2 separate regions of the Danio rerio genome follow, and region 2 is linked to region 1. Evidence: chromatin contacts called from public Hi-C data. All regions are on one chromosome and are shown on one strand. The core of a region is the stretch at or near the end of the contact, and the rest is flanking DNA. Distances in the headings are between cores, read along the strand shown. Region 1 overlaps agap1 (ArfGAP with GTPase domain, ankyrin repeat and PH domain 1). Region 2 overlaps agap1 (ArfGAP with GTPase domain, ankyrin repeat and PH domain 1).

What was found. A called contact is a pair of places that touch in the nucleus more often than the background predicts.
Region 2: a Hi-C map of embryo shows a contact between it and region 1, with 2.9 times the contacts expected there. The contact joins two enhancer-like sites. A contact is called at or near these places in 6 of 18 Hi-C or Micro-C datasets (caudal fin, embryo, fibroblasts and 2 more) and 1 of 4 datasets of contacts at active chromatin or transcription factors (caudal fin).

Annotation. Positions count from the first base shown.
Region 1 is chr6:17,227,724-17,231,272 of GRCz12tu, reverse strand. agap1 (ArfGAP with GTPase domain, ankyrin repeat and PH domain 1) reads left to right here. Exons shown (of 18, transcript XR_012407728.1): 3 at 1-79. Among named protein-coding and RNA genes, the nearest start is that of gbx2, 180 kb to the right of the region's middle. Within about 2 kb of position 1,467, at least 5 of the 62 cell types and tissues checked have an H3K27ac peak or open chromatin away from gene starts, as enhancers often do.
Region 2 is chr6:17,334,574-17,338,030 of GRCz12tu, reverse strand. The region is part of intron 1 of agap1 (ArfGAP with GTPase domain, ankyrin repeat and PH domain 1); the gene reads left to right. Among named protein-coding and RNA genes, the nearest start is that of agap1, 76 kb to the left of the region's middle. Within about 2 kb of position 1,945, at least 23 of the 62 cell types and tissues checked have an H3K27ac peak or open chromatin away from gene starts, as enhancers often do.

The DNA.
Region 1 (3,549 bases), core at 218-2,717:
GGTAACTTGGCCAGTGGGAAGTCTGCGCTGGTGCACAGGTATCTGACAGGGACATATGTACAGGAAGAGAGTCCTGAAGGTAGGTGTTTAAATACGGGGATTATTCAAATGCTTTTTTGTCTCACTAGTAATATTGTAAAGACTTTTTTTACTTTCACTTTGATACTTTCCAAACACTGTTTACAATAGCGGACATGTGTCCTTCTGTTTTTTACATAGTTCAGCTAAAAATGAACATTTGTTGCTTATGTATGGCCATCCAAGATATAGATAATTTTTTTTCTTAAGTAGAACATTACTTCCAGAGGGAGTGCGCCGATCACTTGACGCAGAAGTATAAACCAGGCTTAAGACTCAATCCTGATGAAACTGGACCGGTCTAAACGCATTAGACCTTCTAAATGCTCTAGGACAGTGGTTCTCAACAATATTGCTGGAGGACCACCAGCACTGCACGTTTTGCTTTGTCTGTTCCAACTTTTTCAGGTCTTCTAATCTCTGCTAATGAGCTGATGATCTGAATCAGGTGTGTTTGGTTAAGGAGACTTGGGCTGCGTCCGAAATCGTCTACTACTCAGTGGGCACTGCAGTAGAATTTAAATGTACTACTCAGCTATTCGAAAAGTATGTTCTCTACAGTATCAATGTGAGCAGTATGAATGGAATTCGGACATACTACATCCACCATTTTGCATGATCACCTGACCTACCCGTGTGAGTTGCGTTGCTTCACTCCCATGCATAAATTGGTTGAGAACCACAGTTGCTAGACATAGTAAGATATAACAGCACTTATTTGTAACGCACAACTGCAATGCCACAAATGACCATTTGGGATTATTGGAATTATTTCCAATGCAAAAAAGATTGCAGGTTACGTTTCTCTAAAGTTATTAAATAAAATGCTTTGTCAATGTAACCTAGTTAAATTTGCATATAGTGTGGGATTTGAAGATTGGATTTCACTTACTCACTATCCTTCAGCTTAGTCCCTGATTTATCAGTGGTCACCACAGCGGAATGAACCACCAATTACTCTGGCATGTTTTATGCTGCTATGCCCTTCCAAGATTGGATTTATATCCATTTAATGGAGAAACATTTATATGGCCAAATGTAAATGGAACCATTTTCACAAGTCAGACAGCTGTAGAATTTGAGAAAAAGCATTAAGTGACCTGGTATAAAAATGCCATATACAACAAAAAGCTCTGAATGCTAAAGCTGTAGATTAATGATAATCATTTTGTAAATGATGATCAGTTTTATTACAGACAAATTGTTTTGCTTCATAAGGATCAAAGTATCATTAAGAGCCACGGATATTCATTTTATTTTTGGACTCTCAAATTCATTTTTGGCTGAACTATCTCTTTAAGTCTTAAATGTTTGTGTTAATACAGTTAATATTCCTTTCTTTTTTACACAGCCAAGGCATAACCCAAAGATACTTTTTATTTCTCGTTCTCCTTTCTGCTTTCCCTCTTATTATCTCTTTTTCTTTCTCTCTGCACACCTGCTGTTAGTTTGTTAGCCGAGTACAGTTGCGCTGGAAGATTCTGCCATACTCTCCATGTATAATTGAGAACATTCAAGGCACGCCGCCAGACCACCACAATATGCTGTCTTTCCCGAGCGAGGATCTGCTTTCAAAAGCTCCCTGTATCAATATTTCACTTCTTTTATGACTGTTATTATGTAGCCATGTTATAAGCTGGCATTTCAAACAGAGCCGAGTTGGCCAAAATGTAGGTAAACCTTTAAAAATCAGGGCTTTATTTAAAGATTGCTGAAAGTTAAATTTATTAACTGCAATGCATGAGGGTCCCATAGAGAGCATGAGGTCACAGGGCAGTTAGCGGACCAACAGGCCTTAATCACGTCTCGTCCTCTCCTTTGCACTTTACCATATAAAACTCAACCCGTCGCATACCAGTGGTCTACCAGGAAATCGCCCTGCAAGAAAAAAGCCCCAGAAATGTCAATTGCCTGTTTGCCGCACTGGATTATAGCAGAGAGGGCCAAGGGAAACTTCAACGACATCAGAGACTGTTGAAGTTTGTCTTAAACGACTCGCTCAAAGCGTTCACTTTTGAGGCCAGCACGCCATCTGATGATAGACGTATACGATAAACTCTGATTTCCAATAAAGTGATGTCACATTTTAGCAACAGAAAGCGGTGATTTCTATTTCTAAATTTACATTCCAGTAAAACTACCAAGCCCTTGAAATGTTTTCCTACTTTTTTTTTTGAAGTTACGCTATTCGGGGTTTAAAAATAGTGTTCCCTAGCTTGGGTAGAGTGAACCCCGACCTCAAAACCACTAAGTAGAGCTGGAGCACATTTTTACAGCGCGCTCTGCAATGAAAGCAGTCGGCCGCAAGGGTTTTTTACACCGGCCCCTGTTTCTATCACACATGCTACATGAATAGATGCATTCTCAGAGAACTCATTAGGAGATATTATCACAAGACCGACTGTGTGTGTTTGTTTACGCAAGAAGAAAGAAAAATCCCTACAGGCTTTGTGGTGGCTACAAAGACCTTGCATTTACTATTTCAAAACCCAGAACCCTGTATGGGTAAATAAGTCAGTTTTTGCTCATGCCACCACAGTTTTGTTGTTTAGAAAGACAGCTCTGCTGGGATCAGCAGTTTGGTGCAGACCAGCCCCTCTGGCTATAAGAGTTATCAATGTTGGACTTTTAATCTTTCCTGAATGAGGTTTTGCCTTGCAAACTGCAAAATCTTGATAACTCGATAACTGCAATGACTTTTTTTTTTTGTTAAATGGGTCAGTGGTAAATAGTAATATTTTTAAAACCTGGTTTAAAATGTGCACTACTTTAATATAAAGGCACATCTTTGTGTTCATTTTCAACAAGGATTAACATTTTATTTGGTGTAATGAAGAAAAAACAACACATTTCCTTTAAATTGGGATCCATTAATCATTTTTTTCTTTAAACACTTGAAATCAAGTCATGAATATCTTCACCAGTCAACAATAAATCAAAGGTCACCAATCTTGGTCCTGGAGAGCCGGTGTCCCTGCAGGGTTTAGCTCCAACTTGCTTCAACACACCTGCCTGGATGTTTCAAGTATACATAGTAAGACCTTGATTAGCTTGTTTAAATGTGTTTGATTAGGGCTGGAGCTAAAATCAGGCTGTCCAAGAGCAAGTTTGATGACCGCTGTTATAAATACTACAAGTTTCAACTTTTTTTAGTGCAAAACATAAACTAACCACTAACATTTCCAGCAAAATAGTCTTATTATATATTTTAAGAAACTGGACGAACTTGTTACGCAGCTCTTTAGGACTATAGGGATGTAATGATTCATTGAACTCACGATGCAAATTTTGTCTCAAATCACAATTTTGATTTTACTATTTTGTTTTGGTCTCACTTTATATTAAGTTGGTTTAATAAGTACTCACACTGAAATTAATCATTTGTCATTTAATGTTCTTATTGTGTAAATACACATTTTTGCATTGTATTATGATTGACTTGATACTTGCATATAATTACTTCTGTAATTA
Region 2 (3,457 bases), core at 696-3,195, 110 kb before region 1:
GCTCCACTGCCTGGCCTGTGTGACATTCAGGATTTGTCTAGCCTGTTTGCGCTTGTTTTCATGCATGCCTGTGTTTGTCCGTCACTCCATCCATCACTTAGAATAGCACCACAGGTGAAGCGAAGACAGCCGATAGTAACCTTGAGCTGGTAACCTTGTGCCTTTTTTGAGTTGTCACGGTGAGAGGAAATGTAGCTTTCTTTTTCCTATATGAGCTAAAGAGCTATATATTATATTATATTATATTATATTATATTATATTATATTATATTATATTATATTATATTATATTATATTATATTATATTATATTATTAATTTGTTCATTCATTTTCTTTTTGGCTTAGTCCGTTTATTAATCTGGGGTTGCCACAGTGGAATGAACCACCAACTTATCCAGCATATGTTTTTACTCAGCGGATGCCTTTCCAGTTGCAACCTATCTCTGGGAAACATCCATACACACTTATTCACACTCATACACTACGGAAAATTTAGCTTACCCAATTCACCTGTACCACATGTCTGTGGACTGTGGGGGAAACCATAGCACCTGGAAGAAGCCCATGCAAACACGGGGAGAACATTCATACTCCATGCCGAAATGCCAACTGACCCAGCCGAGGCTCGAACCAGCGACCTTCTTGCTGTGAGGCGACAGCACTACCTACTGCGCCACCATGTCGCCTAATATTATATTATATTATATTATATTATATTATATTATATTATATTATATTATATTATATTATATACAACAGTTCTATCTGGTTCTTGACTGGACACTTCAGTTTGACAAATATTGCAGCTGTTGGACAACATAATGTACTTTTGAGGCTTTTTTAGACAAGAATGTAGTTGTTTAGATTGCAACTATGCATTTTTTAAATAAGGATAGTGCTTATTTTTTTTTTTTTTTTTATTAAACATTTGTTTTGGAGATTCAGATTGGCCGTCATCAGCCTTATATTATATTATATTATATTATATTATATTATATTATATTATATTATATTATATTATATTATATTATATATTATATTATATTATATTATAACTCAAAAACATGTATACCACCATTTAAAATAGTCAAGCTGCTAATATATTTTTTGAATGAAGTTATTTCCTTTATTCATTAACGGTGCATGAATAAACATAAAGGGATTCAGTTTTGGGCAACATTTATTTGAGCAACATATATTTAAAAATACATTTATTTAAAATAATAATTTCTATTAAATAATACTATTATTTTTTCTTTTTTAATAATTAAAAGATATTATAAAAGACACTACTGTTGTAAAATAAAAAATACAAAAAGCAACATTGTGTAATAAGTTATGTGTAGTGGTGCAGGTGTTTTCAAGATTGAGGTTAAAAATAATTGTTACTTGAAAATTTATTTAATTTCTAAGGGATCATTTGATACTAAAGACTGAAGGTGTGAAAATTCATCTGTCTGTAAATTATAATTGATTTGTTTTTCATTATTTTTAGCATAAGAAAATAAACTAATATTTAACTTGAACAGAATGAGTACAAAGGCCATTTCACAGTACACAACATAGTACAATATCTTCAAGAATACATAAGAATAACAGATCAAATGAAATAAATAACTTATAGAGAAGTGTGTGGCTCCACATTTTGAAGGGACACAATCATTTTAAATGGTAAAAATATTTCAACAAGATTCACAGTAATATTTCAGAGAGATTATGTACAGACTGATACAGTGTTAAAGACCACCATTATACAGTATGTCTTTTATCACTGCGGCTTCTCGTTTTCACTCCAAAATGCCCGTAAAATATGAAATCAACACCCTCTCTCTCTCATTCCTGCGTATGTCTTCATGGGTTTATTTATAGACTTGTAAGGACACTCTGTTAGTATGAATACAAATGAGAAATGTGGCCTTCAAAATATGCAGCACAAAAGCAGCCTCTGTTCTAACGTGCACTCGCGCATTCACAACACTGTGTGGCAGCAGTGAGCTTTAAAACGCTTACAATAAGTTCAGAACAAATATCAAATCCTACAGATGTTTTATACTGAAATCTTTTTTTCATGTCCAGAAATCATTAAATGTTTTTCACAGATTATCTTGCACCATCTAATCACTATTCATCACACTTTTGAGATTGTTTTATTTGAGATTGCAATACACTGTTTTAGAAAAAAAATGCAAACTAAACCAAAATTTTTTATGCTTGTTCATACACATTATTCTCCATTATGAAACTAAACCAAAAAAGTGGTTGTTTTGATGTGATTTATTTATATTTATTGTTATTTTATTGTGTTTTCTTTAATTTGAGTGAATTAGCATTTTTTATGAAAATGTTTTATTTCTATATATATATACATTTATGGCCTGTTTACACATTATTCTCCATCCTGAGTGAATCTGTTGTTCTCAGTTTGTCAGTTTTCCTGATACAGGCTTGTTTTTTTCACCCTCCAATCACAGTTCATCACGCTTTTGAGATTGATTTAATTGTGGTTTCATACCTAAAGGCCCGTTTTAGAAAAAAAAAAAAAAAACTAAACAAAAAGAATATGGTTGTTTTGTTGTATTTATTTTTTTGTCCACTGCATGTTCATTAATTTTACTCAGTCAGTTGTTCTCCGTACTTTTTTCTGCCTGTTTATATTGTGGTTTTCAGTTTGGCACTCTAAAATGGGCTGATTTTTGGGTTGCCTGTCACACACTTTGTACTCTGTGTTGAATCAGAAATCATTGAATGTTTTTCAGATTACTTCTCACCATCCAATCACAATTCACGCCTGTTTATACACAAGCAATGCATGCAAATGTCAACCTTGCCATGAAAAAAATAAAGTTTTCACCAAACTACATAAATAGTTTCTAAGTTTGTTTAAGCAAGTATTTTACAGCACTTTAGAAATACTTAAGATTGTCTCTGTCAATGTTTTAAACCATTATATTTGATTTACCAAAGTCACACAAGTGGCAATTTCACATCTGTCCATAACAGAGAGATGTGACATCCAAACCAACGCTTTTCCCTCATAAATGCACAAATAAAACAATGTAATATATACAATTTAAAAATAAAACCAATATTTTTTATTCTATAGAGGGCCAACTCTTATCTATTTAGTGATTTAGTATTTTTTTGATACAGGGTTTTAGGTTATATATATATATATTGGTCTGTTTACACACATTATTCCCCATTCTGAGTGAAGATGTGGTTCTCGGTTTGGCACTTTTTTTGATACAGGCTTGTTTTTTCACAATTTATCATGCTTTTGAGATTGATTTACTCGAGTTTGCAATACTTTTTTTCTGATACAGGCTTTTAATTTTTTATTTCTATATATGTTTTGGCCTACATTTACACACATTATTCTCCATTTTGAGTGAATCCTACGGCCTTGTTTCTTTATTGCCTGTTACACACATTATTCTCTGTGCTAAATCACAAATG